7 separate regions of the Mus musculus genome follow, and all the other regions are linked to region 4. Evidence: chromatin contacts called from public promoter capture Hi-C and targeted proximity ligation data. All regions are on one chromosome and are shown on one strand. The core of a region is the stretch at or near the end of the contact, and the rest is flanking DNA. Distances in the headings are between cores, read along the strand shown. Region 1 holds the start of Rasgrp2 (RAS, guanyl releasing protein 2). Region 2 holds the start of Ppp2r5b (protein phosphatase 2, regulatory subunit B', beta). Region 3 holds the start of Men1 (multiple endocrine neoplasia 1). Region 4 holds the start of Rela (v-rel reticuloendotheliosis viral oncogene homolog A (avian)). Region 5 holds the start of Zdhhc24 (zinc finger, DHHC domain containing 24). Region 6 holds the start of Ehd1 (EH-domain containing 1). Region 7 holds the start of Cd248 (CD248 antigen, endosialin).

The links. Capture Hi-C pulls out chosen DNA fragments and counts their contacts.
Region 1: a contact with region 4 is called in a promoter capture Hi-C map of liver, with 2.5 times the contacts expected there. A contact is called at or near these places in 4 of 130 datasets of targeted methods (embryonic stem cells, memory CD8 T cells and pancreatic cancer cells) and 2 of 9 other capture datasets (adipose tissue and liver).
Region 2: a contact with region 4 is called in a targeted proximity ligation map of pancreatic cancer cells. A contact is called at or near these places in 2 of 39 promoter capture datasets (hippocampal neurons and liver), 3 of 130 datasets of targeted methods (astrocytes, memory CD8 T cells and pancreatic cancer cells) and 3 of 9 other capture datasets (adipose tissue, liver and pancreatic islet).
Region 3: a targeted proximity ligation map of pancreatic cancer cells shows a contact between it and region 4. A contact is called at or near these places in 1 of 39 promoter capture datasets (embryonic stem cells), 4 of 130 datasets of targeted methods (astrocytes, bone marrow-derived macrophages, cardiomyocytes and 1 more) and 2 of 9 other capture datasets (embryonic stem cells and liver).
Region 5: a contact with region 4 is called in a targeted proximity ligation map of memory CD8 T cells, with 5 read pairs. A contact is called at or near these places in 1 of 39 promoter capture datasets (liver) and 2 of 130 datasets of targeted methods (memory CD8 T cells and pancreatic cancer cells).
Region 6: a contact with region 4 is called in a targeted proximity ligation map of embryonic forebrain, with 2.6 times the contacts expected there. A contact is called at or near these places in 1 of 39 promoter capture datasets (pre-B cells), 4 of 130 datasets of targeted methods (embryonic forebrain, memory CD8 T cells, pancreatic cancer cells and 1 more) and 2 of 9 other capture datasets (adipose tissue and embryonic stem cells).
Region 7: a contact with region 4 is called in a targeted proximity ligation map of pancreatic cancer cells. A contact is called at or near these places in 1 of 130 datasets of targeted methods (pancreatic cancer cells) and 1 of 9 other capture datasets (pancreatic islet).

What each region holds. Positions count from the first base shown.
Region 1 is chr19:6,398,418-6,402,129 of GRCm38.p6, forward strand. It overlaps Rasgrp2 (RAS, guanyl releasing protein 2), which reads left to right and starts at 2,124. Exons shown (of 17, transcript NM_011242.3): 1 at 2,124-2,234; 2 at 3,304-3,446. The coding sequence starts at 3,374. Pygm (muscle glycogen phosphorylase) reads left to right here. Exons shown (of 20, transcript NM_011224.2): 20 at 1-47.
Region 2 is chr19:6,233,610-6,237,468 of GRCm38.p6, forward strand. It overlaps Ppp2r5b (protein phosphatase 2, regulatory subunit B', beta), which reads right to left and starts at 2,231. Exons shown (of 14, transcript NM_198168.3): 1 at 1,903-2,231; 2 at 1,024-1,490; 3 at 168-364. The coding sequence starts at 1,222.
Region 3 is chr19:6,333,089-6,337,060 of GRCm38.p6, forward strand. Men1 (multiple endocrine neoplasia 1) reads left to right here and starts at 1,925. Exons shown (of 10, transcript NM_001168489.1): 1 at 1,925-1,994; 2 at 2,357-2,817; 3 at 3,637-3,845. The coding sequence starts at 2,373.
Region 4 is chr19:5,635,231-5,639,382 of GRCm38.p6, forward strand. Rela (v-rel reticuloendotheliosis viral oncogene homolog A (avian)) reads left to right here and starts at 2,311. Exons shown (of 11, transcript NM_009045.5): 1 at 2,311-2,611; 2 at 3,202-3,228; 3 at 3,321-3,472; 4 at 3,625-3,773. The coding sequence starts at 2,605.
Region 5 is chr19:4,876,870-4,880,624 of GRCm38.p6, forward strand. It overlaps Zdhhc24 (zinc finger, DHHC domain containing 24), which reads left to right and starts at 1,799. Exons shown (of 3, transcript NM_027476.3): 1 at 1,799-2,160; 2 at 3,252-3,529. The coding sequence starts at 1,880. It overlaps Actn3 (actinin alpha 3), which reads right to left and starts at 1,040. Exons shown (of 21, transcript NM_013456.2): 1 at 842-1,040. The coding sequence starts at 985.
Region 6 is chr19:6,275,358-6,278,921 of GRCm38.p6, forward strand. Ehd1 (EH-domain containing 1) reads left to right here and starts at 1,539. Exons shown (of 5, transcript NM_010119.5): 1 at 1,539-2,021. The coding sequence starts at 1,618. Gm14963 (predicted gene 14963) reads right to left here and starts at 1,221. Exons shown (of 2, transcript NR_168273.1): 1 at 936-1,221.
Region 7 is chr19:5,065,994-5,069,871 of GRCm38.p6, forward strand. It overlaps Cd248 (CD248 antigen, endosialin), which reads left to right and starts at 2,085. Exons shown (of 1, transcript NM_054042.2): 1 at 2,085-3,878. The coding sequence starts at 2,133.

The DNA of each region.
Region 1 (3,712 bases), core at 874-3,373, 760 kb after region 4:
GCACCCACTCCCCAATAAATCGACTCTTCCTGCTCTTCCTTACTCTTCTCTGTTGCAAAATATTTTTAGCTCTTGGAGAGCTTAACAGCTGCTGCGCAGTCATCTCCTTACCGCCCCCCCAGCCCCCCCCCACACACCGCGGCAGGTGCATCCTCTGTGGGGAGAGAGGGGCGGCCCATAGGCGGTGTCTGGGACTCAGTCCCTTTTCCGGTGTCGCCCTCCACGCCTCTCTTCCCAGCGCTGTGTCCATACTAGGTCAGCGGCCAGCTTAGTTGGTCGGGGGCGGGGCGTCTGTCTGGGTGGGGCCCACCGGGTTAGGGAGTCGGTACTCGGGCCGAATCCTCCCGGACTACGGAGCTTTCCCCGCTGTCTGGGGGAGGGTCTAGAGGAGGCTTGGCGCCTTCTTGGCTCCGCCCCTAGCCCCGCCCCACTGCGGCGTTTTAGGGTCTCTTAGCAGGTGGCTAAAATAAATTCAAAACCAGGGGAGTGTTAGGGCTTAGGGCATTCGCAGATCGTTTAGGCGAGAACAGTGGTATATTCCCGGTTCTGGAGAAACTGAGGTATATAAGGGGCCTCTTCTGAGCCTCACATAAACCAAGATTGAAGTGCAGAGGACTGCTTCCCTCGCCCAAGGCAAGGAGGGGCAATCCTCGGAAGGGGTTTTGCGGCCCTGGGTTTCATAGTGAGTCTAAACGGCCGGAAACTGTTACCTATCCCTAGGCTAGGTGTGAGGGACATAACTGCTTGTGGCTGCCCCTCCCAAGTTCCTCGTCTCGGCCCATGCATCCAAGGCTTCCAGTTCCGAAACTGCAAAGCACCTACCCAATTTATAGACGCCTCTTTCTCTCTTGCCCAGTGGGGTGTCCCTCGCCCCATCTCTAGACAACGAACCTGGGTTCCCAGGGAGCCGCGTGTTCGTTCATTCATTCCTGGCTTTTTGAGGCTCCACTGGACCAAAACCAGCTCGCATTCTGTCCCAGCCCCTCCCCCAGGCCATCGCAAGGATCCGCAGCCCCACGCCCGCGACCTCCACCACGCCCGGGCCTCCGCCGCCCGCAGGAAGACGCCCGGGCCCGGGCAGGGTGAACCCCGTGGGAACGGTTTGTCTCGAAAACAGGAACCCGGACCGGGGGGCTGGGCGGGGCGCCCCTTCCCCACCGCAGTCCGCTTCCTGCCCCTCCCGGCTTCCTCCGTGCGACACCCAGGCGGGGCGCAGAGCCCGGGGGTGTCGCGGTGGGGGAGGGCTGCTGCACGCGGTCCCCACACCAACAGTGGCGCAGCCCCCCGCCCGCGGTTAAACTCTCTGGGGCGGCAGGGGAGGGGTTAATCTGCTTCAGGGCCCGGCGCGCGCGGGGCGAGAGGGGGAGTCCCCGGTGGAGGAGGCGCGGCGCGGGGTGCAGGGGCGGGGAGGGGGCGGGGCGGCAGGGCGCTGGGCCGCGGCGCGGAGACCGGGTGGGAGCCGCAGCCGCAGCGAGGCCGGCGGGCGGGAGCGCACGGAGGTGGCGCTGGCCGGGCAGGGTTCGGGGTCCGCGCTGCGGGTCCCAAGAGTGAGTGAGCGAGCACGCGCGCGGGTGGGGCGTGGGACACAGAGGGTGCGGCCCCTAGGGATCTCCTAGGGGCAGGCTGGCGGGGACTGCGGGTGGGTGGGGAATCTGCGGTCCTGGGTGGGACAGAGCTTGCGGAGGGGATGAGGCACTTAGAGCCACCCGCAGGAGGGGGGCGTTCGAGGCATTCCGGTGCTCGCCTGAAACGTATCTACCAGGCTCTTCCCTGCAAGTCCCCATTTGACAGATGGGAAAATTGAGGTTCAGAGAGACTAAATGATTCTCAAGGTCACCCAGCAAGGAAGTAACAGTCAGGAGGGAACGACTCTGAGAAGTCCTCGGGAGGATTCCCTAATGTAGGGGAGTCTGTGTAAGGGCGAGGTCCCTTTCCTTGGGACAAGGTTTTGGCGAGATCCAGGAATGTAAAGAACCCCAGGCTTTGGGGCTGCGAGCCCTGGAGCCTGGTTGAGGGGGGAGGGGCGGCAGAATGGGTGTGTGCGCAACCAGGGGGTATGTGGATGCGTGTGGGAGTGTACATGCGTGGAGATGCACTGTCTTTGCGTGTGTGCACACGTGTTCAGATGTCAGAGCTACTGTGATCGAGAGATCAGAGGCTGAGCTGGTTCAAGTGAACAGAAGGTCTGGGAGGTGAACTGCATTCAGGTTTGCATTCTGAAGTAAAGGACTTGGGTATGTGTGGCTGAGGATTTTCATTGCAGGTGTGCATGGGATGTGGGTGCCATTGTGTGTGATTAGGACGGGAGGTGTCTATGACCCTGGTGTGTGTGAAAAGGGTCTTCTTGCACTTAATGTAGGTCATTGGCCTTCGGCAAATACCTAGTCTAGAGAATAGGTGTTTGTTCCTGCATGGGTGCTTTTATAGTCCCCACTGATGACCAGGATTATTAATGGTGTCATGCAGGCCATGGCGCTAGCGGCCCCTTCTGGGCTCCCTACTCGGTGCTCTCACGCACAATTTAACTATGCAGCAGGGTGGGTGGGAAGGCGGGAGCCCAGGTTGGGAAGATATATGGCAATTCTGGAAGGGCTAGGACCGGACTCCTGGGACCTTAGTACTTGTGGGTTGGGAGTCCGCGGTTCCCAGGCTTTGGCTTCCCACTGACATCTCCCAACCGCAGTGGGCTACCCCTCCCACCCCCCGCCCCAGGAATGTTCTTCTCTCTAGCCCTCCTCCCCAAGGGCAGGCCCCTGGGGGATGCTACGGCCCCGCCTCCCACTCGGGGAGCCCAGGAGGGGGAGATGTAGGCAGGACTCCTGGGTTCCCTCCTCCCTCCTTCCATCCCAGGGAGAAATTCCTCCGAGGTCCCCTCAGGCACTGGGTTCCCAAAATAACCCTGCGGGGGAAGGGAGGCTGTGAAGGGAGGGGAAGCGGGAGGAGTGCAGAGTCAAGCTGTGGGGTGTTGCAGGTGCCTGTGGGGAGCAAATGCAAGGAGAGGAGGGCCCGCCAGGAGGCTTGGGGCACTAACTAACCCCTGGGGTCCTGGCTCGTCCCTTATTCTCGTAGAACCCTTCTAACCTCCCGCGACTCCGCGGGTGGGCCGGAAGCCTCTCAGCTAGTCCATTTCCCAACTAGCGAGTTGCACCATCCCGGGGCAGGACCGTTTAACCCTAGAGGGGCAACGGCAGGCAACTCCGCCCATGCCCAGCAGGGGGCGTGCCCACTCCGCCCCGTTCCTACGCGCCGAGCCGCTCCCCCCACCTCCCGCGCCTCTGCTGACTCCCACTTCTCCCAGGACAGGGGTCCGAATTGAGCACCGTGGGAGGCTCTGAGAGTGTAGCTTGGGTCTAGCCTACTGGCACCGGCAGCCATGACGAGCACTCTGGACCTGGACAAGGGCTGCACCGTGGAGGAGCTGCTCCGTGGTTGCATCGAAGCGTTTGGTGAGTTGCATGCAGCACGAGGGGTCACACCCAGCTGGACCCTGAACCAGACTCTAGGCCAGAACCTACCCAGGCTCCTATTTTGAAGTCTTCTTAAGAAAAGCTCCTTGATTTTGCGGAGAAGTACCCCAATGTACCCCTTGTACAGACGTCAAGGAAGGGGCCCCAGGGTCCCAACACTGACCTGGGAGGGGCATTATCTGTCTCCCTGGGGGATCCGGAGGAACTCTCTATCTCTAGCCTGGGAACTGTTTCCGGCAGATGGG
Region 2 (3,859 bases), core at 981-3,480, 600 kb after region 4:
CAGGGAGAGGAAATCCCGAGACGGTGTCGGGCAGCAGTGAGACCCAGTGGAAGTGGGAGCACGCGCCTGCGACCAAGCTGAAGTGTATGCACTTATTCCTCCCACACGGGTCCCAGAGGTAGCCTGAGAGAATTCTTGTTCCCCGAGCGAGGCTGGGCAGTGCTTACCATGCGGATGATGTCTGGGTAGACGGGCTCGATGAGCACACCCCGGGTGCAACCCACACATTCCACCAGTTCATTGAGGGCTGCACGCTTCACCTCCTTCCCCTTGAGGTCAGCCACGCAGTCCAAGAAGTCAAACATCACCCCACATTGGGCCAGTTTCCGGCTCAGCAACTCATGCAACTCAGAGGCTGGCACATCTGCGGGGAGGGACAGGGAGACCTCCTGGATCTAGCCGCCAAGGGCTCTGGACGGGATGGATCTCCACCTCCCTCAGGCTGACTTTCCAGGAAGCTTCAGCTGCCCCCATACAAGGTACTCTGGTACAGCTAGCAAACAATTCTAGTCCCATCCTTCACTCCCGGGAGGCTGAGGGGAAAAAGTGGTCCTCTCTTCTAATCCAGGATCAGAGACCTCATGACTTTAAAGCAAGATCACAACCCTGGGTATGCAAGCATTCCCCACCCCTCCCCAGACACTTACCTCCCTCAACACATGGAGCCAAAAGTAGAAATCGGGCCAGGAAGTGGGGGGTGGGATTTAGTGATCACAGGGCATCATGCCAAGCACCTACCCCAGGACCTAGGCAGCTGGCTGGACTGATAGGAGCCTCCTGAAACCTAGGCTGTGTGCCCCACCCTTGGCCCTTGCCTGCCCCTGGCACCACTTCCAGATGCCCCACCTCCAGAGATGACAGGCCAGTCAGGCCATGCGTCAGCAGAGGCCTGGAGATTGGGGGTCAGTTCCAGTGGAGTTCCTAGCCTAAAAGAGATCCAAACTCTACCAGACCTCTGCTTCTCCCTTGGTCCTCCCCTACCTTGCTTCCTTCTGGGTACCCTGGCAACCAACAACAGCTCACCTTTGAGCAGGGGCAGTGGAGTGAGCTCTTGCTGGTTGCTCTGATAGCGGAACTGAGAAGAGCTGTGTGAGCGACGGGGCCGGGCCCTGCGGAGGGACCTGCGGGAGAAGCCATCCACCTTGTCTGGTGGTGGCACTGGAGACAGCCCTGGGGAGGAGGGGCTTGTGGGGGTGCTCGCAGGGGGCAGCTTCGTCTCCATGGCCAGTGGACAACACGGGTCAATCTTTCAGAGCCCAGGGGGCTCCTTGTGGGTCTGGAGTAAGTTGAATGAGGCCACACACACTAACTGGGACCCATCCTGTCCAGCATGTTTCAGGGGGTGGGGGAGGCACGGCCACAGTCCTGACCCCCCCAGGGCCTCTGGCAACTGCCCAGTCCTGGGGGGGCAGGTAAGGTAGAAAGGCAATGGCTCAGGTCTTTCCTGGGGATCCAGAAGAGTTCCAGTCAGGGTTCCCACGCTGGCTCTTCTGAGAAGTCAGGTTAGAAAGGTCAGCAGGAGAGACACAGAGAGCAGGTCGGTTCTTTCCAAAGACAGCCCGCGTGGTGCAGTTGCTCCCTTACTTCTTTTCCCTCCTTCCCTCGCTAGACCCCAAAACAAGGGCGCAACCATGCCCCTCCCTTCTTCCAGGCCCAAGCTCTAAAGTAGCCCCTCCCCAAATACGGCCTATGGCTACTACTCAGGATGGGGACTCTATTAGCATCCCCAGATCCTTACAGCAGTGTGACTCCAGCTCCACTAATGTCTCCTGTCTCAGTGCACTCACCCAAAAAATGAGGGTCCTGTTCTCGTGCACCCCCTTTCAGACCCTAGCATCTCTCCTCATATCCCGCTCCTTCCTGGTCTCCAAACCTCAATGTGGTATTGGGGTACACACTCACTTCTCAGAAACCCAGACTTTGGTCGCCGACCCTAGAGGTTGCCTCGGTGGAAGAGACGACGGTTCAAGGGTCCTTAGCGGTGGTTCTGCCGCTCGGGGCGCTGGGGCTGGGCGGCGGCGCTCCTGGGTTCGCTCCCAGGCTCTGGGGGTGCTGGAGCATGCCCCCAGCTCAGCCCCAAAAGGGGTCGGGCACTCGGTGGGCTCTGGGCTGGGCCCCGGCAGCACGCGACCCTCGGCAGATATCCCGGGACTCAGATCAGCGCGGTGCAGCGCAGCGGGAGCCCCGGCTCGCTGCGCACCGGCACCCGCCGCCCAGCTGCTCAGGATGACATCAAGTCACCTCCCCCCCTCCCGGCCCGCACCTCCCTCCGCTAGGGGGGGCTGCGTCAGGGAGGACTCGGGGCCTCTGGGAAATGTAGTCCCCACCCTGCTTAAAGGAAGCAACCGAACTTTACGGGTAACCTCGGAGCTAGGGGAGGAACTCAGTACTTCCGAGAAAAGCTGAGGATTTTAAAACCTGCAAGCAGACTGGGGCAGAGTCCAGCTCAGAACTGGACTCCCGAATTCTGGAAGGGACACTGTGTAGGGAAAGAAAAGGACTCGGTGTTGGAACCTGCTAATGCAAGACAGAGTCCTACCTAGCATGATGTGCCAGGCCCACAATTTGGTCTGAGCCATCTGTCCCTCAGGCCATCCTCTCTCCTCATACTCAGCCCAGATTGAAGCCGGACACTTACAAAACCCCTTGCATCCGGCGTTGGAGGGGTTAACAGTCGGGTTTGCGTTAGCGCCTGCTGGGAGGGGTGTGGTTCACTAGAGGCTCTTGGGAAATGAAGTCCATTCTCCCGGCCTGCAGTGCCCCTCCTGTCACTTACTGTCCATGGTGACATCATGGTCTGTAGTTTAAAGGGACAGCCCTGGGATGCCAAAGCAAGGAGGGCAGAAGGTGCTACCCTGGAGCTGCCCCCATCCTAAGGCACAGTACCTCCCAGCTCCTCTGGTGCCAAGATGTGCCTTGGAGAGTGGGGAGTTCTTGATCAAAACCCCATTGCTGGGTATCAAAGGCTCAGCTGTATTCCAAGAGTTTGGCATTCTGGCCAAAAGTTCCCAGCCTGCAGTCCCGGGCTCCCTTCATAGTACCTGGTCGCCAACACTCTATTCCCTACAATGACTGTGAGACCTTTATCCTGAAGTTTTACCTAGGTGACAAACTGGTCCTTGCTGAGCAGCAGGAGAGAGAGAGCAATGAGGTTGGGGGAATTGGGGTGCTTTTTGGCCCCACCCATTTATGGACCCTGGTGATCACTTAGTGCTGCAAAAGAAGTCTGTTTACCTAAGAAGTGCCCACCTTAGAGCAACAAACAGCCAAAGCCTGTATCGAGGACACTGTTCTAGAGTCTAGCACCTCAATGGATGGGTACCCAGATCAAGCGATGGCTACCCAGAGACAGTACTCCCTTTGCTCAGAGATAGCAGATCTTCACTTCCCGTTTTGCTCTGTTCTTCACCTGCCAGACAGAACAGGAACCCCTAAACTACCACTTGGCCCACCTCCAGGGCTCAGACATGGCTTCCCTCCCCCTTACTCCCTAATAATAAGCCGGGAAAGCCAGACCCACAGAGCCTCTTCCCGCCAGACCAGAACCCAGAGGCCAAGGCAGGAGGGACGCCTTGCTGCCTGTGACAAGGTAGTGCTCTCCACAGACTCTCGGCTGCAGTGTTCAGGCCAGGCTGCCCAAAGCCACCCATGCCTGGCAGGGGCCTAGATGATGCAGGAAGAAAACTAGTGGAAGAAAATGGCTTTGGGATTTTAAATTTTTGATGCGGAGGATGAGGTGAGGCTTCCCACAAGCAGAGCAAGAGCTTCCTACTCACCTCAGAAGTAGACTCGCTTTCAAACAGGCATTGCAAGATAACGGGTTAAAAAGTATTTTCTTACTCTTTTTAAACTTGGGGGT
Region 3 (3,972 bases), core at 675-3,174, 700 kb after region 4:
AATTTTTGTGTTTGTTTTCTGAGACAGGATCTCACTATGTAGCCGTGGCTGGCCTGGAACTTGTTTGCAGAGTACTAGGATTAAAGGTATGCATCACCATGACCAGCCCCTCTTCAAAAGAATAATATATAGTTTATTCTAAAGCCAAATTTGAGTAACCATGGTCCAGGAATACAAATTTAGGTTAATCCAAACTCCATGTTCCAATATGACAGCAATTTCTTAGCTTTACAGAACAAAGAAACTTAAAAATCAAAGAAACTTTAAAATGCATGGGTAGATGTAGCTGGATGGTGATGGCTCACACCTTTAACCCCAGCACTCAGGCAGAGACAATCAGATCTCTCTGAGTTTGAGGCCAGCCTGGTCTACAGAGTGAATTCCAAGACATCCATGGCTACACAGAAAAACCCTGTCTCTAAAAACAAAAAACAAAACAGACAAACAAACAACCAAAAAAGAAAGAAAGAAAGAAAGAAAGAAAGAAAGAAAGAAAGGAAGGAAGAAAGGAAGAAAGAAAGAAAGGAAGAGGTTCTGCTTGTATATGTGTGTGGTGTCTTTACACCTGTGTAAGGAGCTGCTCAGATGTGGAAAACAGAAAGATCACATATCCTTCTTTATGACTCTCTCTGTCTTCTTCCCTTTACACAGGCTCTCTCTCTGAACCTGCAGCTAGGTCGTTAGGCAGGAAGTCCCAAGACCCTCCTCCCTTTAACCCCCACACTGACCCCATTCCCCATCCATGCCCTATAATGCTAGGATTCCAAACGTATAAGTGAATTCTGGGTATTTGAACTCAGGTCCTCCTACTGGTACAACAAAAGGCTCTCAGCTGCTACATCATCTCCTCAGCTTCATCTATTGAGGTCTTGGTCTCAGACAAAAAGACTTCGTTTTGGAAACAGGGTCATTACAGACTTCGTGAATTAAGATGAGGTCATGAAGCCTTGTGGGAGGGGTGGTGCCATGTGGACTGGTGGTGAACATCTATAATCCCAGCATGGTGGAGGCTGAGGCAGGAATATTGTGAGTCTGTGGCCAGTCTGAACTAAAAAGCAAGATCCTGTCTAAGGTAAAACTGACCTTGAACTTCCTGATTTTTTTTTTCTTTTCTTTCCTTAATTTTATTTTACCTATGTGTGTGCATAAGGTGCCTGCTTGGAGCCTGCAGAGGACAGCAGAGAACATTGGACCTCCTAAAGTGGGGCTAAAGACCCAGTTGTGAGCAAACATGTACATACTGGGAACGCAGGGTCCTGAGCCAGAGCCGCCAGGGCTCTTAACTCTGAGTCATCTCTGAAGTCCACCCTGAGTTCCTTGCCTCTAATTTCAAGGACTGGTATTGGATCATAGACCAGTCTTGCCTTGAGCTCACCAAAATCCTTCTGCCTCCGCCGTACTGTGTTCAGCCTTGCATTCTTTTTAGGTGTGGATGTTTCGTCTGCCTTTTTATGTGTGTGCACCAAGTCAAGCTTGGTGGAGGTCAGAGAAAAGCATGGGTCCTCTGGAAGTGGAGTTACAGATGGTGAGCCACAATGTGGGTGTGGGGACCTAAACTTGATCCCAGGTCCTTTGCAAAAGCAACAAGTGCTCTGAACAGCTGAACCAGGTCTCCAGCCTCCTTGTAGTGTTTTAGAGCAACAGTTTCCCTCACATCTTAAACTGGCCATAATACACACTGCAGGGGCGCTACTGCGCCTGAGTTTAATCCTAGGACTACAATCTCCCAGAAGTCACGGAGGAACTTCTTCTGGCGTGATCCTAGATGACCAATCGTTGAGGAGCTCAGCTTACCCGCCCTGGAGCAGCAGGACTACTTCTTCCATAAGCCATTGCGGGTTTGGCTGTCATTTTCAGATTTAGAGAGGGCCGGGTGAGCAAGGACTCCCCATTTCCCAGCAGGCAGTGCGGCCATAGGAGGCGCGGGACTTCATTTCCCAGCAGGCTTCAGGCGGCGGGCGCCGCGGTGCCTTGTGTGGGATGTAAGCGCGGAGGTGGGCGCGGGGGACCGAAGCCGGGACTCTCCTTGGGACTTGTGGGAGGCTGGTTTGGGTTTGCCTTCTGGACAGGCTCCAGAGGGCCGGGTAGAGATTGTAGGGACTGGAGGGGCGGCCTTTGAGGGTCCCCAATAGGTCTTTGGGAGCAGCCTCATCGGGGCTGGGGGTCCCGGAATTGTAAGGAACTAGAAGGCCCTATATAGCCTTGGTTGAAGGGTCTCAGAAACCGAGCCGCCGCCCGTGAGCACAGGACGAAGCGGCTGGCGAAGCAGAATTGTGGCGGAGGGTAGAGCCTTAGCCGAGCCTGGGAGGGGGCTCTCTCGCCGAGCCCGACCCTCCCTCCCTCGGCTCGCCCGCAGGCCACCGCCCGCCGCCATGGGGCTGAAGGCCGCCCAGAAGACGCTGTTCCCTCTGCGCTCTATCGACGACGTGGTGCGCCTGTTTGCTGCAGAGCTGGGCCGAGAGGAGCCTGACCTGGTGCTCCTGTCCTTGGTCCTGGGCTTCGTGGAGCATTTCCTGGCTGTCAACCGTGTCATCCCCACCAACGTGCCGGAGCTCACCTTCCAGCCCAGCCCCGCACCCGACCCTCCTGGTGGCCTCACCTACTTCCCGGTGGCCGACCTATCCATCATTGCTGCCCTCTATGCCCGATTCACCGCTCAGATCCGCGGCGCTGTGGACCTCTCCCTCTATCCTCGAGAGGGAGGTGTTTCTAGTCGCGAACTGGTAAAAAAGGTCTCGGATGTCATATGGAACAGCCTCAGCCGCTCCTACTTCAAGGACCGGGCCCACATCCAGTCCCTCTTCAGCTTCATCACAGGTTGGAGTCAGACAGGTGGTCAGGAGAGCAAATGAGTGTTGTCTTACCTCTTCTCATGTCTGAACAATATGGCTTATAGCCCTTTTGAGACTTGTAAACCTTGTGTGGTGGGGCAGGTATTATTTCTCCTTCGCAGTTGTGGAAAGAGAATTCTGAAGAGGGGAATGTCAGAATGACAGGGCTGAGACTGGAACCTGGTCATTTGGTGCCAGCTTTTACTCCCCAGTCTTTCAACAGTCCCAGCCCTGCCATTGAATAGCCAGAGGGATCTGGCAGCCCAACATATGGGGAAAGAAGGTGGTAGCAGACTGGGGAGGTAGGACAAATGGGTGGGTACATTTGAGACAATTAAGATTATACCTTTGAAAATATTTTGAAAGGAAGCACGGGCTTGACTAAGGACAAAGTGCTTCAGCTCTCCGTGCAATGTACTGAGCAAGCATCTGAGGCCTCTTGTGAGCTTTGAGGAAAAAAGTGCAGAGATAAATCAGAACATGAAGAAGGGAGGGGTGGGGGTTCGTGGGGTCATGGGCTTGCTCTCCTTGACACAGTCTGATAGCTGTACAATAGACACTGGGTTAAGTCATTATGTTAACAGAAGTACTTGGTGTAGAAAAGGGAGGGGCAGTTTCTGGCTGGGTGGACCTGAGATCCAGAAGGGTTCTGGGGTTGGGTTATTGGGAGGGAGCTGCTGCGAGCATAAAAGGGTGAACATAGTGGATAGGGTGTGTGATGCCTGGATACAGGCTTGAGAGGTGCTAGAGGGGGCATGGCTCCCTTCTTCCAGGACAGAGCTCTCATGACTGCCCTTTACCACAGGCACCAAACTGGACAGCTCGGGCGTGGCCTTTGCAGTGGTAGGGGCCTGCCAGGCTCTGGGTCTCAGAGATGTCCATCTGGCCCTGTCTGAAGATCATGCTTGGGTGGTGTTTGGGCCCAACGGGGAGCAGACAGCTGAGGTGACGTGGCACGGCAAAGGCAACGAGGACCGCAGAGGCCAGACAGTCAATGCCGGTGTGGCTGAGCGGGTATTGTATCTTCCCTCCATTGTGCCCTTTTCCTTCTGTGAGTCTAAGTGACCTGAGGGATTCTGCTCCCCAGGCCAGGCTCCCCTACCACTGTCCCTCTGTGTTTATGTACCAAGGCGGGGGGCGG
Region 4 (4,152 bases), core at 1,061-3,560:
AGAGTCGAGGCTGGTGATTGGTGGTTGTTTAGGATGTTGGTTTCGGGTTGTGGGTAGCTGTGGTCAAAGAAAAACAAGGAAAGAAATTAGATTCAGGGATCTCTCTCTCTCTCTCTCTTGCTTGATAGGGTGTGAAACAAAGGGAATAAAGGATGGGAAAAAGAAGAACCTACAAAATAACAAAGACCAGCTACAGATCTGTGTTTTAGGCTAGCCTGGTCTACATATTGAGTTCTAGGACAACTAAGGATATATAGAGAAACCCGGTCTTGAAAAACAAACAAAAACATAAAAAGGCGCCCGTCGTCGTCGTCGTCGTCGTCGTCATCGTCAAGCCCGATGACCTTGATCTGCTCCCAGGACCTACTTAGTGAAAAGAAAGAAATGAGTCTGGCAAGTTGTCCTCTGACCACGTGACGGTGGCAGGCTCCCACACAGAGGGCAGAAATCTGGATGGGAAGAGCCTGAACTCAGGGTAAAAAGGAATGGACGGTGAGGAGCACACCTGTGGGGATGAGTGGCGTCAGTGTCCCCTGCATCCCCTTCGTTTTCTTGACCTTTCTTCTGGAGTGCTGGAGATAAATACCAGTCTTCAGTATGCTAGGCAAGTGCTGTAACTCTGATACACTCCTACCCATCTCCCCCTCTGAGACAAAATCACACCGGCTAGCCCCTGCTGGTCCAGAGCTCTCTTTGTAAACAAAGCTCCATTTTTTTCATTTGTGTTGAGAAAGTGTCTATACAGTCCTGGTTGTCTAGCAACTCACTATGTATAGACTGTACTGGCCTCGAACTAGGAGACCTGCTGAGTCTGCCTCCAGAGTGCTGGGGCTAAAGGCCTGCACTACCAAACACAACTCACATTTATCTTTTATTTTATTTTATTATTTTTATTTTTGTATATATGTGCACATGTGAATGCAGTTGCTCTCAAGAGCCCAGAACAGTGTGAGGTCTCCGGAAGCTGCAGTTACAGTTGCTGATAACTGGACTCTGGTCTTCTGCAAGGGCATTATCGACTCTTAACTGATGGGCCATCTCTCCAGCCTGCAACCATCCTTTTTTAAAGAGCATCTTCTGTAGTTCTGGATGGGTTCAAACTATGTAGAGGAGGATGACGTTGAACGTCTGACCCCATGAGCGCTGGGATTACTGGAGCATCCTGGAGTCAGAGATCAAATCCCAGCTTCCTGCAACGTTATGCAAAAACTACTGAGTTCTCATTTCTAGCCTTTACTTTTTAGTAAGGACGCTGGTATTCATATTAACTTAAATTGTAACTATATGTGTTTTTACAAGTGGTTCATGTGAGGACCAATGATGGCTGTGTGCCATTAATTGGAGATTATATTCATTCTGTCGCCTTGACATCCGCCCTCGCAAAATATTAAACTGCTTTTTCTAATCTGCGCCAAGTGAGAAACTGAAATGAGTGGGAGGGGCGTAACTATTTTCACTTTTGTCTTCCTGTTTTTTTCAGAGCCTGGGAAAGCAATTCAGAATTTCCAATCTTTTCCAATTCCCACATGATTTCCTAATTTAGAGAAAATAAGTCTTTCTCTGAGTGCTGAAACCTCCTGTGGCCCGGGAGGCGCCTCCTCCTTCTGGCATAGTGGAGGCAGCCTGATGTGTTGCGTCCTCCGGCCAGAGTCCCCACACTCAATCTGCACACCTGCCCTTGGCTTAGATGGCAATTTTTGCTCCCTACAAACGCTTTCCTCATTGGAGCCTGGACTCCTGGGAGGCCTTGAAGGAGATGTTCACGGTGTGACCCTAGCTGGTTCCGGAGATCCCTAAAGATCTAAACCTTAGCAGACAGCACCTATGTGTGCAGACGAAGCCCTGGGGCTCTTCCAGCACTCATGGCTCTCAGGGACTCTTAGAGGTACAGGTGTCTGCCTAGTCCTCGGTCTGCCCCTCTACCCTAAGGCCTGTCGGATGCAGCACGCTCGCTCCGCGAAGCACTCCTGCGCGCAGCCGGATCTAGGTTGGGGAGCATGTGGCCCGTAGCACGCGGGTCCCCAGAAGGCCCCTGCACGCTTAGGAAAACGTGTGGAATTCAGTCACTGGCCTCCGCGGGAGCAGCAGGCCTGGGCCTCTCCCTGCGCAGGGCGAATGGCCGCAGCCTGCCACCAGCCCTGGCTCGGCTCCAGTCCCGGCCAGGGTGACATCACCAAACTCCTGAGATCAGAGCGGGGCGGGGAACGGGACCCGAAATCCCCTAAAAACAGAGTGAGTAATCGCGGGCCCGCCCTCCAGGCGGGGCCGGGAACGGGACCGGGACCCCGAGCGAGCCGCGCTGCGGAGCTTGTAGTCGGGCCGGCCTCGGGACAAACAGCCTCGGCGTCCTCCCGCCGCGCTGCGGTGTCCCCGCCCGCGCGCCCGCCGCACACCTTCCGCGCCCAGCGTGAGTCGCGCACCTGCTCTCGGCCCCCCACGCGCGGCGGTGGCGGTGGCGGCGGCTCAGCGCGCAGGCGCGGCCGGATTCCGGGCAGTGACGCGACGACGGGCGCGCGCCGCGCATTTCCGCCTCTGGCGAATGGCTTTACTTTAGCGCGCCGTGGGCTCAGCTGCGACCCCGGCCCCGCCCCCGGGACCCTGACCATGGACGGTGAGGCTGCCCTCTGGCTCGGGGGATGGCTGCCCTAGAGCTCCGGGGCCTGCGGCGGAATCTCCCCCCTCCCCGCGCCGTCTTCCGCCCCTTTCTGCGCCGCGGGTTGCTGCGCAGGGAGCGGCAGGCCGGATGGTGGCACGGGGCGGGGCGGGCTGCGAGGGGGTCTGACTCAGTTACCCCTCTCAGTGGAGGGCGCCTTGACTCAGTGTCCCTCCTGGGTGGGGGTACGGGTGAATCTTGACTCCGTTTCCTCCGGCTCCCCCCACCCCCGTGTCGATGCGATTAGTTCTGGCTTCCTTTCCGTGTAAGGAAGAAAGTATCTGACTCAGTTTCCCCAGAAGAGGAGAGGAGGGTATTACCCCCTCCTCAGTGTCACTTATGAACGTAAAACAGGCACTGACTCAGTTTCCCCTGGCAAAGGAATGCCTCTGTGTCCCCTTTCTCTAGTTCCCCGGCCTCTGTCAGGGCAGGTTTCAGGGTCTTGGCTCAGTTTTCTTGGAAGGGAGGGAGCTTGGCTCTGTCAGGCCTTCGCAGGTGAGGGTGGGCACTGGAGTTTATTGACAATGTGCCTTGTCTTTCCCTTTCAGATCTGTTTCCCCTCATCTTTCCCTCAGGTAAGTTGGACCATCCATCCTCAGTAGTCAGGGGCTGTCCTGGAGTCGGGGCCGTGGGGATAGCACCTGATGGCTGACTGTGTCACCCACAGAGCCAGCCCAGGCTTCTGGGCCTTATGTGGAGATCATCGAACAGCCGAAGCAACGGGGCATGCGATTCCGCTATAAATGCGAGGGGCGCTCAGCGGGCAGTATTCCTGGCGAGAGAAGCACAGATACCACCAAGACACACCCCACCATCAAGGTAAGCAAGAGCCCCCAGGGGTGTCGCTGGGACACAGATGTGGTGGAACGCACTGTGCAGCCCCAGCAGACTTGCCTCCTGGTCACCGTGCCCTGTGTCTAAGAGCCAGATTAGGGATTGCTGGCCACTAGAGTACTCTGTACTTTGGACAGATCAATGGCTACACAGGACCAGGAACAGTTCGAATCTCCCTGGTCACCAAGGATCCACCTCACCGGCCTCATCCACATGAACTTGTGGGGAAGGACTGCCGGGATGGCTACTATGAGGCTGACCTCTGCCCAGACCGCAGTATCCATAGGTGAGTTCCCTATGGGCTGGGGGTGGTGTGAGGGCAGGGTAGGAGCAGGCCGGCCAGGCAGCTCTTACAGTGTTGCTCTTTTCTAAACACAGGCAGAATCCAGAGTTCTTAACTCTGTCTCCAGTTTGCAAACAGACCTCCTTTGTCTTGAATTCTCTAACAGTTGGGAACTCCTTATCTTCTTAGAGCCACAAACCCTATGGCTGGACAGGCCAGCCTCTTAGCCTCTTGGATCAGAAAGATATCCAAATGGACCCTCCTAGAGCTTAAATACCAGTTGGTAAAACCAGGCGATAATTGTACAGACAGATAGACGAGATACTGGTAGAGAATTATAACTTCCATGATGGAAAGAAAACACAGTTATAAATTAGGAGGA
Region 5 (3,755 bases), core at 549-3,048, 760 kb before region 4:
GTGAAATGATCCAGGGAAGGAGGGGGCAGTGCCCTGCAAGGCTGAGCCTGGGCAATGGCTGCCCTCATGGCCCTCTTGAGCTCCCACAAAGGCGCTGCCTCAGCACAAGTGTCCATGTGGGAGCCTGGGTTAGGTTACTGGTAAGGGGAGCCGGGGCTCCCCTCCTCCTGACCTTCTGGCCTTTTCAGCAGACTCAGGGCTTCTAGACAGGGAGGGGAATCTTGGGAAAGAGTGGGGTGAGGCAAGGAACAAAGACCCTCAGATGGGGGCATTCTTTTCTTCCTCAGTACACAACAGGCTGCCTGCCTATCTGTGCCCTTTTCTGGGCCTCAATTTCCTCCATTGTCAAGCCAGTAGAGGGATCCACCCATAGCAGAAGACAGAGTAGAGGATGGGAAAGAATATGAGACAGCTGTTCTCTCCTACACCCCAAATCCACTGGTTGTGTGTCTGGCATGTTCTCCTCAGGATGGGGTCTAGGGATACTTAACTGGAGACTAAAGGAACATAACTTTCTGAGAACCCCTCACCTCCCATCCAAGAATGAGTTGGGTCTCTTGGACCTTGTCCAAAATCCACTTTCACCAACACAAGAGGGGCAGTGGGCTTAAAGTTATTGGGGAGTCACTGAGGGACTCCACGGTGTCCTTGATATCCTAAATCCCTATGAGAACTCTTCTGATCTTTGAGGACAGCATATAGCTGGTGGGCAGAGCCTGGTTTGGGGAGCTGCACTCTAGATTACAGCCAGGCTCTGACCTTGAACTGCCCAGATGCCCGAGAAGAACTGCCTGGCCTCCCAGCCTCAGTTTTTGCCTTTGGGAAATGGGTGAGCACTCACTTTCCGCTGCTGTTTCTCCCAGGCCGGGTCCAACAGCAAGTCGCGGTCCCAGTCCTCCTCCTGTTCCATGTACTCGCCGCCCCCACCGCCAGAGAAGGGCCCCTCCCCGGCCCCCAGACCCTCGGGCTGCATAACCATCATCATCTTGCTCAGGCTCTTGGCTCCGCTCTGCTTCACTGGGCGAGCTCCTGCACACTCAGGCCGGGTTAAGTAGGGCCCGGTCCAGCCCCCAGATCGGGTTCGTACTAAATATGGGGTACGTGGGTGGGGCCAGATAGGGGGCGAGGGAGGTTGGGAACTGGACCAGAGAAGAGATTGTGCTGGAGTCAAAGATTGCGGAATCGCGGGGGATGCTGGGATGACTACTGGCCTAGATAGTGGGTTCGCATTTTAGCTCTGTGGTTAACTTGCTGTGTGATCTTGGGACAGCCATGGACTTTGTTTCCTCATCTATTAAGTGGATTCCAAGTGGTGGCTGTAGGCATCCTAAAGGCTGCCCCTTGGACCTGAGTCTGTCCCTCCTAAGCATTGCGCTCGAGAAACAGACCCCTATTTCTATTTCACAGTCTGTAACAGCAAGTCAACAAGTTGTTTGGGGAGTTTTCTAGGGTGATGGAGACACCCGAGCATGGGGAAAGGCTCAGGGCCAGATGATAGGGCCAGCCAGGTCTATTAATACCGGGGCGGCTGTAGAGGAGTGTAGGGAGAATGTGCTGAGCCGGGAAACCCCGACGCCCCGGGGGCTGCAACTCAATCCTCATGGAGTGGCAGCAAGCCACACCAGGGGCGGCTACTGCAGTACGCTGGGCGGACTGCTTCTTTTTGACACCTGGGCAGCATCACCAATCAGATTTTCGAACATCTGGTCAGTTAGCCAATCACTTCTCCGTATCTGTGGCCCCTCCCTATAAGTCTGGCGCGCGCAACGCACCCCCTGCGGAGCTCCTATTGGTTGCAGGAGACGTCAGTTCGCTGCTAGGCCCTCCCCAATGCGGAAGCAGTGGGATCCCAGCGATCGGAAAGCCGGTGGGTCCGACCATGGGGGAGTCCTGGGCAGCTCGGGGCGCAGAAGGAGCGCCCGCGCGGATGCCACTGGTACTCACCGCGCTGTGGGCCGCCGTCGTGGTCCTGGAGCTGGCCTACGTGATGGTGCTGGGGCCTGGGCCACCCCCGCTGGGACCACTGGCCCGGGCCTTGCAACTGGCGCTAGCTGCTTATCAGCTGCTCAATCTGCTGGGCAACGTGGTGCTCTTCCTCCGCTCGGATCCCAGCATTCGGGGGGTGATGCTGGCTGGCCGCGGCCTGGGACAGGGCTGGGCGTGAGTGTTGGGCTCCGGGAGTCGGCGGGCAGAAGCAGGGGGTCTGGTGGTCGCTGGTACCAAGAAAGGACCCAGAACTTGAGGTGTCAGTAACCAGATGACGTTAGCATCCGGGTTGTTAGAGCCATAGAACTCCTTTAGAGCCTGGCACCCGCTACTTATTCATTCAGATATTGAGCAGCCACTGTTCCTAGGACTCAAGTGAAAACAGATGCCCGACCTCCTGGAGTTGATTTCAGTGGCGGAAGGTGCAGATAATAAAGATAATAATAAGCCAATAAAAAAAAAGCAAATTGCGTAAACTAGATGCTCAAGAATGATACAGAAACAAAAAACAGAGCAGGGTAAAAGAGGCGAGAAGTTATCTTTATTATTTGTGTCTGTATGTGTGATGTGTGTCCGGTCCCAGGCGCGCATGCCGGGGTACACAGGTGGAGGTCGGAGGACAATTTTCGGGAGTTTGTTCTCTCCTACCACGTGGGTTCAGAAGAGTGAACAGGCCATCAAGTCTGCGAAGCAAATGCCTTTAACCACTGAGCCATCTCTCCAGCATAAAGTTTCAATTTTAAATAGATGGTCAATTTTCAGTACAAGACTTTTAGGTGATTAGCTTTAGGTTAATTAGCTTGATTAATTAATTTACATTTTACTAAAAAGCCATAGCATCCACAAATATATTAAGACTAACTTGTCCACTTGCAACTAAAAACTAAAAATAAATAGGTGGACATCACTCAGGCATTTGCGGTGGAGTCAGCCACTTGGGAAATTTTGAACTGGTTTCTGGGAGAGGGAAGCAGACCAAGAAAAGGCAGAAGCCACAGTATGCCCAGAATATTCCAGAACCACAAGGTCAGCGACTGGAGTGGAGAGGGAGAAAGATGTTAGTGGTGGAAGTACTGCCAGGCCTTTGCAAACTTTGCTTTTCAGAAGGTGTGTCACAGGCAGTAACCACTAGCTGGAGATGCCTGGTGAAGACAGGGACTGTTCCTGCTTTCCCAAGATGGTCTCTGAGGCTGCGGTTGGGCATGGTCTGGGACACTGAGAGCTACTGAGGCACTGACCTGTGTCCTTGCTCCCACCCCCTGCAGTTACTGTTACCAGTGCCAAAGCCAGGTGCCACCTCGTAGTGGTCACTGCTCTGCCTGCCGTGTGTGCATCCTACGTCGTGACCATCACTGTCGCCTATTGGGCTGCTGTGTGGGCTTCCATAATTACCGGCCCTTCCTGTGTCTCCTGCTTCACTCTGCTGGTGTCCTGCTCCACATCTCAGTGCTGCTAGGCCCCGCCCTGTCAGCCTTGCTGCAGGCCCACTCAGCCCTCTACACAGTGGCTCTCCTGCTGTTGCCCTGGCTCATGCTACTCACAGGTGGGGAGCTTTCTGAACCTTTTGGGAGCCAGAGACCCTTGCACTGGACTGGGGAGCAGGGCCCTTTCCATGGGAGGTGTGGTGTCTAGCTGGTTCTCTTGGCCAATGTTTTGGGGACCCAGTCCCAGGGTCATTTAAGGAAAGAGGGAAGCCTGCCACTTAGTTGAGTGTTAAGTACTGTACTTTACCCGGTGCTCCAAGACAAGAGCAGAGTTCTGGCTCCCAG
Region 6 (3,564 bases), core at 289-2,788, 640 kb after region 4:
CTGGCAATGATCTCTGAACCTTCCCACCTTGCCTTCTCTGGATCCCACTTGACTGAGATCCCTCAATATACACACGGCTCTTTCTTCCTGTGAGATCCCACTGTTTTCTCCCCGCCTAACCCCACATAGGTGTCTAGCTCACAGGCTTCCAAATCAAAGTTTTCAAGTGGGATCCAAGGCTTTCAAGTTCCCATGATTTTCTGTTGGCTCTAGTGCTGTTGGGGATGGGCCCTACTGGCTTGTGCACGCTAAGCAAGTGCTTCTACCACTAAGCTATGAATTTAGCCTCATCGATAAATATTTTGTCTTTTTTTTTTTTTCTTTTAAGACAGCGTCTGTTGTCGAGGCTGGCCTCAAATCGATGGGTTCAAGTGATCCTCCAACCTTTCCAAACAGTTGAGACCACAACTGTGTGCTAAACAACTCCTCCGGTGCCTTTTAGACTTCTCCAATGGCCCTTAGATCCTCCTGCCACTTGGGTGACCTGATATTAGTTACCTAACAATCATAGTCCCCAAATCTCTGACATCACCCACTAGACACCAGCAGACACAGCCAAGGGGGCTTAGGTGTGGCCAGGTATGATGGTGGGGAACAGCTACCAACTGGAAACAGGTTGGGACTCAGAACGGAACAAGAGATGGTACTGGTGGTGTCCCTGACAGGAAAGCGGAAATTTTGGGGCTTTTAATTTCCCCTAAGTTCCCACAACATTTCATTGTTGCTCAACACTGCCCCTCTTCCTTACAAAGGGTATTTCCGATTTCACTTCCTCCAAACTCATCTAGCCAGAAAGCTGCAACTTTTTACCCCATTCCGCAGCTGGCACCGCCTTGGTGAAAACTCCCCGCTAGGTCACGTCAATTGTTTCCATTGCCGTGTCCCTCTCCCATCAGTCTGAGTGGAGTCCCAGCGCACTCTTCCTCCTTCCTTACCGATATTCCTCTTCCCGGTGTCCTGTACTCCCTCGGCTTTCCCTATTCCCGCTGTCCTGTCCCTCTCCAGAGTCGCTAAAAGACCAAAGGGTGAGGCTCCCGATGCTTTTGGGAGTTCCTAGCCAGCGGAAACACTGCAGTTGGGGAGCGCAGCTGAAGTACTTGGGGGTGTCCGGAAGCCCACACGTGCTAGATGGTGCTCAGACTTAGTACATCTCGACGCCAGACTCTGGCACCCGCGACCGCCACACTTCCACGAGCCATCCCTCGAGGGGCGGAGCAAAACAGGTGCGGTTGCCAAGGCACCGCAGCCACGAGCTCGCGATATTTGAAATCAGCTAATGGGAAGCAGAAGAGGACGTGGCACGCGAATGGGGCGGGGCCTGGAGGGCTCTTCCCCCGCCTCCTCTCGGGCCAGCCTCGAGGCGGCGGCCAGCGTGCGGGAACGCCGGGCTCCGGCTTATTATAAAGGGGCGGCTCGACGAGGTTCGCGCGACCCTCGGCAGAGGGCGCTGTCGTGGTCCTCACGCCGGCCCTCGAGCCTGCGCCTGCGCGGTGCGGGCAGCGCCCCGCCCCCTGCCCCTCTGCCCTCCGCCGGCCGGCCGGCCCCTCCTCGGCCGCGCGCCCCAGTCCCGCTCAGCCACCGCTCCGTCCTGTAGCAGCCAGCCCCGTCTCCGGCATCATGTTCAGCTGGGTGAGCAAGGATGCCCGCCGCAAGAAGGAGCCGGAGCTCTTCCAGACGGTGGCCGAGGGGCTGCGGCAGCTGTACGCGCAGAAGCTGCTGCCGCTGGAGGAGCACTATCGCTTCCACGAGTTCCACTCGCCCGCGCTGGAGGACGCTGACTTCGACAACAAGCCGATGGTGCTCCTGGTCGGCCAGTACAGCACCGGCAAGACCACCTTCATCCGCCACCTGATCGAGCAGGACTTCCCGGGGATGCGCATCGGGCCGGAGCCCACCACCGACTCCTTCATCGCGGTCATGCACGGCCCCACCGAGGGCGTGGTGCCCGGCAACGCGCTCGTCGTGGACCCGCGGCGCCCCTTCCGCAAGCTCAACGCCTTCGGCAACGCCTTCCTCAACAGGTACCCACCCCTTGCCCCCCAGCGCGAGGATACCAAAGGCCTCCGGAGCCATTGCCCCCAGCCGGCCTTTGTCTCCGAGAGCCCCCGCCAGACCCTAGGCGACCACTCCCAGGGACACCGGCTTTGCTGCGTCCCACTAACTACCCGAGAGAAGTTAGAGACTAGGCATCGTCCACTCTTCTGGCTTCTGTCATTCCCAGAACCTTCCAGGTTTTCAGTTTAACTCTCACATCCTCCTGCAGACCCCAGACCTACTTCCCACAGAGCGGGGGGCTGCTGTGAGAAGATGAACCATTGCTGTCCCCCCTTTCTTGTTCCTCATTCTGGAGGCACCCAGCTCATTCTCATGAATCCCCCTCCTCCTCTGGGGTCCGTTTTTAAAGTGTGTGTCCTGGGAAACCTCGAGACTTAGATGTTCCTTTTGCTAGTGTGTCACTCTCTGCGTCACATCTCCAGGGACCAGTGGTTTTGTGTAGGAAGGGCGCGGAGGCTATGCTTTGGTCTGCTGATTTGGGGGCAGCCCCCTTTGAAGGCAGGGGATGAAGGAGTCCCAACACCCCTCCTAAAAGCAGCACTTACGTGAATGCCAAACCAGCCAGGAGTACAGGAGACAACCCTGTCTCAAACACAACAAAACAAAAAAAGCTTAAGTCAGTGTTGCCTCAGGAGACTTCAGGGACTTCAGGGGGTGGTAACACTGTGGCTCCTGAAATGACCAGACCCATAGTCTAGGATAGATTGGATAGACTTCGTGTGTCTCCTGGAGTCTCAGCTTAACCAGTTCCCGGTGAGTTAGAGTCAGCCCCTCAGGATGCTATGAATGAATCACAGTGGCCTGCCTGAGGAGCTCTTAACACCCAGGATCTTTAAGGGCATTGGGGCATCCCAGACTCCTCCCACAGGAGGTATGACAGGACTCACAGACCCTGCCCTCTCTGCTCCCTCTTTCAAGGAGTGACTCTACATGCCTTTCGACTTCTGCATTCTGCCTAGGGGAACAGCCTTGGAAAGAATGTGAATCCTGCTTTCCAGGTCTCCGCCCTGTGTGAGCACATTCCTCTGTAGACACTGTCCGGCCCAACAGGGCGGGCCAGCTTGTTCTAGAGCAAGCTTGCTGCCAGGCCTGCCTCCTTTCAAGGAGCTGATCTTTAACGTCCTTTTGTCCCTTCTAGGCAATTTCAGCCTATCTTGTTTTATGATAATGGTGTGTGCTTGACAGCCTGGGTTGTATACTATGCTCAAGTCCCCTTAGCCTGGAGCCTTTGCCTAAGGATGTTTGAGCTTTGCCGCCCCTGTAGGTAGGCCATTGGCTCAGATTGCAGTTGGTGGGAGCCTTTGGTCTTGAGAGAAGTTTGGCTGCTGGGCTAAGGAGTTCGTTCATGCTTTAGGTCTCTGCCTCAGGAGAGACTGGAAGACTTGCTGTTCCAACTGCTGCTGCCTTCCTCTGTCTTCACCTCACTGTGAGGGCAGACCTCTTGTGAAATGAGGAACTTGGCACCTTCTCAGTTTCCCACCTGTGGAAATTCAGAACTTAAAGGGCTAG
Region 7 (3,878 bases), core at 835-3,334, 570 kb before region 4:
TCTCTTTCACTTTCTCATCCATGGGTCATGAGATTTTTAGTGCTGGGAATTCAACCCAGGACCAGACATCACCCTACCACGAAGCCACATCCCCAGCTGGCTCAGAATCTGCGGAGAATATAAAGGATCGTGTGTTAATGCCAGACTCAGAGGTGATGGGAAGACCAGGACTTTAAGGTCATCCTGGACCACACAGTGAGCTCCAGCTTAGCCTGGGCAACATGTAAGACTTTGCCTCAAAAAATCAAAAACGGACAGGGCGTAGTGGTGCATGCCTTTAATCCCAGCACTCGGGAGGCAGAAGCAGGCGGATTTCTGAGTTCGAAGCCATCCTGGTCTACAGAGTGAGTTCCAGGACAGCCAAGGCTATACAGAGAAACCCTGTCTCGGAAAAATAAATAAATAAAAAACGGGCTGGAGTGATGCCTAAGCAGCGAAGAGTACTTCTTGCTCTTGCAGAGGACCCAAGTTTGGTTCCCAGCACCCACACGGTAGTTTAAAAATACCCGTAACTCCAGTTCCAGGGAATTTGATGCCCTCTTCTGACTTCTGAAGGTAACAGGCACACACACGGTACACACGCATACATGCAGGAAAAACACTCATAAACAGAAAGCAAAAATGTTTTTAAAAGTCGAAATAAAAACCAAGAGTAGCCGGGCACGATGGCACACTCGGGAGGCAGAGGCAGGCAGATTTCTGAATTCAAGGCCAGCCTGGTCTACAGAGTGAGTTCCAGGACAGCCAGGGCTACACAGAGAAACCCTGTCTCAGAAAACCAAAACAAACAAACAAACAAACAAAAAACCCCAAGGGTATAAAAGGATTACCTGGTGTTGGGTGACTGTAGTACCTGCTACTTAGAATCCAGGAGTTTGGAATAGCCTTGGCAACAGAGCAAACTCCATCTCTTAAAAATAAATAAATAAATAAATAAAGGTAAAAAGAGAATGCAGGGGTTAATCCTTCACACAGAATCCCAGGGCCACCCTGGGTGCCTGGCCCAGTGTGCAAACCTCCAGAGGCCTCCAGGAAGGGCTGGAAGAGGACCCTGGGAGTAAGGAGGACAATGTGATGCCTGTGTCACACTTACTATCCTGTTGTGTCCCCATGCCCATACATGGTCTTGCACAGGTCCCCTCATAGCAGCCGTGCTCACCCTGAGCAGAGCTCAGTCTCCACAGAGCCCAGAGTCATGCACCCTGCCTTCCTGCAGCAGAAGCCTGGAGAGGCATTTCCTGTTAGGGGGCAGCCTCCTCCCGCTCTAAGCCCAGGTTCCCAGGGCCCCTGACTGAGCCAGGGTAAGGAGAGAGCAGGCCTTGGCCTCCTCCCCCCTCCCTAACCCCTAATGCTGGTCCTGCTGGAGCCAAAAAAACTTGGGAGTGAGGTAGGCTGAGCGAAGGGCTCATCAAATACGTGTCTGGTTGAGGTGGTTCTCAAGGAGGTTATCAAGTTGATTCTCACGCAGGGCCCAGGCAGGAATGGGTGGGGCCTCATCGTTGAGACCGTTTAGCAGGCCACATCATCCTAGCTTATCCACCTAAGGGCATACACAGCATGTCAGGAGAGCTGCGTGTGTGAGGCTGGGGTTTGGCGGCCTTAGATAGGGTGTCAGAGAAGATGCTCTTGCCAGGCTTGGAAGGAGTCGTTCACATATGTGTGATGAGAAAGGGCTGGCCCGATCAAGTCGTTGAGCTCAGAATGCAGCCAGTATACTGATACTGGTGAATCCAGATCCCGGCTTTCGGGAGTCTCTCTGGAAGACAGCTTCACCCCAGCTGCCTTAGCTGCAAACAACGCTGAAGTTTCAGAGGGTTGACTGGGGATGCTTCTCAGACAGACAGGTTCCCTTTTCCCTGACTCTCAGCTCTGTAACGCCTGAGGTAGCCCGTTAGTTGTACCTCCCCCCTCCTCTGCCCTTCGCCTCTCACCCCAGAACCCCCCCCACCCCACTGCTTCCTGCTCCAGCAGCCCCCGGGGAGCTAGCAGGGGAGCTGGCAGCGGCCCCAGCCCACTCCTTACAAGGCGTGAGTCCGCCGGGCCCGCCCCCGGCCCTCCCGCCAGAGGCCTTGATCCCTCCCCCTGTCAAGAGCAGCGGCAGGCCCGAGCCGGGCCAGTCGGGGGGCGTCGCGATGCTGCTGCGCCTGCTGCTGGCCTGGGTGGCCGCGGTGCCCGCACTGGGCCAGGTCCCCTGGACGCCGGAGCCTCGAGCCGCGTGCGGCCCCAGCAGCTGCTACGCGCTCTTTCCCCGGCGCCGCACATTCCTGGAAGCTTGGCGGGCGTGCCGCGAATTGGGGGGCAACCTGGCCACACCGCGGACCCCAGAGGAGGCCCAGCGTGTGGACAGCCTGGTGGGGGTCGGGCCGGCCAACGGGCTGCTATGGATTGGGTTGCAGCGGCAGGCTAGGCAATGCCAGCCGCAGCGCCCACTGCGGGGCTTCATATGGACCACGGGAGACCAGGACACCGCCTTCACCAACTGGGCCCAGCCGGCTACGGAAGGACCCTGCCCAGCCCAGCGCTGTGCAGCCCTTGAGGCCAGCGGAGAGCATCGCTGGCTCGAAGGCTCGTGCACACTGGCTGTCGATGGCTACCTCTGCCAGTTTGGTTTTGAGGGTGCCTGCCCTGCCTTGCCGCTTGAGGTGGGTCAGGCCGGTCCCGCTGTCTACACCACACCCTTCAACCTGGTTTCCAGCGAGTTCGAATGGCTGCCCTTTGGCTCCGTGGCAGCTGTGCAGTGCCAAGCTGGCAGGGGAGCTTCTCTGCTGTGCGTGAAACAGCCTTCAGGTGGCGTGGGCTGGTCCCAGACTGGCCCGCTGTGCCCAGGGACTGGCTGTGGTCCTGACAATGGGGGTTGCGAACATGAGTGTGTGGAAGAGGTGGACGGTGCTGTGTCCTGCCGCTGCAGTGAAGGCTTCCGTCTAGCAGCAGATGGGCACAGTTGTGAAGACCCCTGTGCCCAGGCCCCCTGTGAGCAGCAGTGTGAACCTGGAGGGCCACAAGGCTATAGCTGCCACTGTCGCCTTGGCTTCCGGCCAGCTGAGGATGATCCACACCGCTGCGTGGACACGGATGAGTGCCAGATTGCTGGTGTGTGCCAGCAGATGTGTGTCAACTATGTTGGTGGCTTTGAGTGTTACTGCAGCGAGGGTCACGAGCTTGAGGCAGATGGTATCAGCTGTAGCCCTGCAGGAGCCATGGGTGCCCAGGCTTCCCAGGATCTCAGAGATGAGTTGCTGGATGATGGAGAAGAAGGGGAGGATGAAGAGGAGCCCTGGGAGGACTTTGATGGCACCTGGACAGAGGAACAGGGGATCCTATGGCTGGCACCTACACATCCACCTGACTTTGGCCTGCCCTATAGGCCCAACTTCCCACAGGATGGAGAGCCTCAGAGATTGCACCTGGAGCCTACCTGGCCACCCCCACTTAGTGCCCCCAGGGGCCCCTACCACTCCTCAGTGGTGTCTGCCACACGGCCCATGGTGATCTCTGCCACTCGACCCACACTACCTTCTGCCCACAAGACCTCTGTTATTTCAGCTACACGCCCACCCCTGAGCCCTGTCCACCCACCTGCCATGGCCCCTGCCACACCTCCAGCTGTGTTCTCTGAGCACCAGATCCCCAAAATCAAGGCCAATTATCCAGACCTGCCTTTTGGCCACAAGCCTGGGATAACCTCGGCCACTCACCCAGCACGGTCTCCTCCGTACCAGCCCCCCATTATCTCAACCAACTATCCCCAAGTCTTCCCTCCCCACCAGGCCCCTATGTCTCCAGATACCCACACTATCACTTATTTGCCTCCAGTCCCCCCTCACCTTGATCCTGGGGATACCACTTCTAAAGCCCATCAACACCCTTTGCTCCCAGAT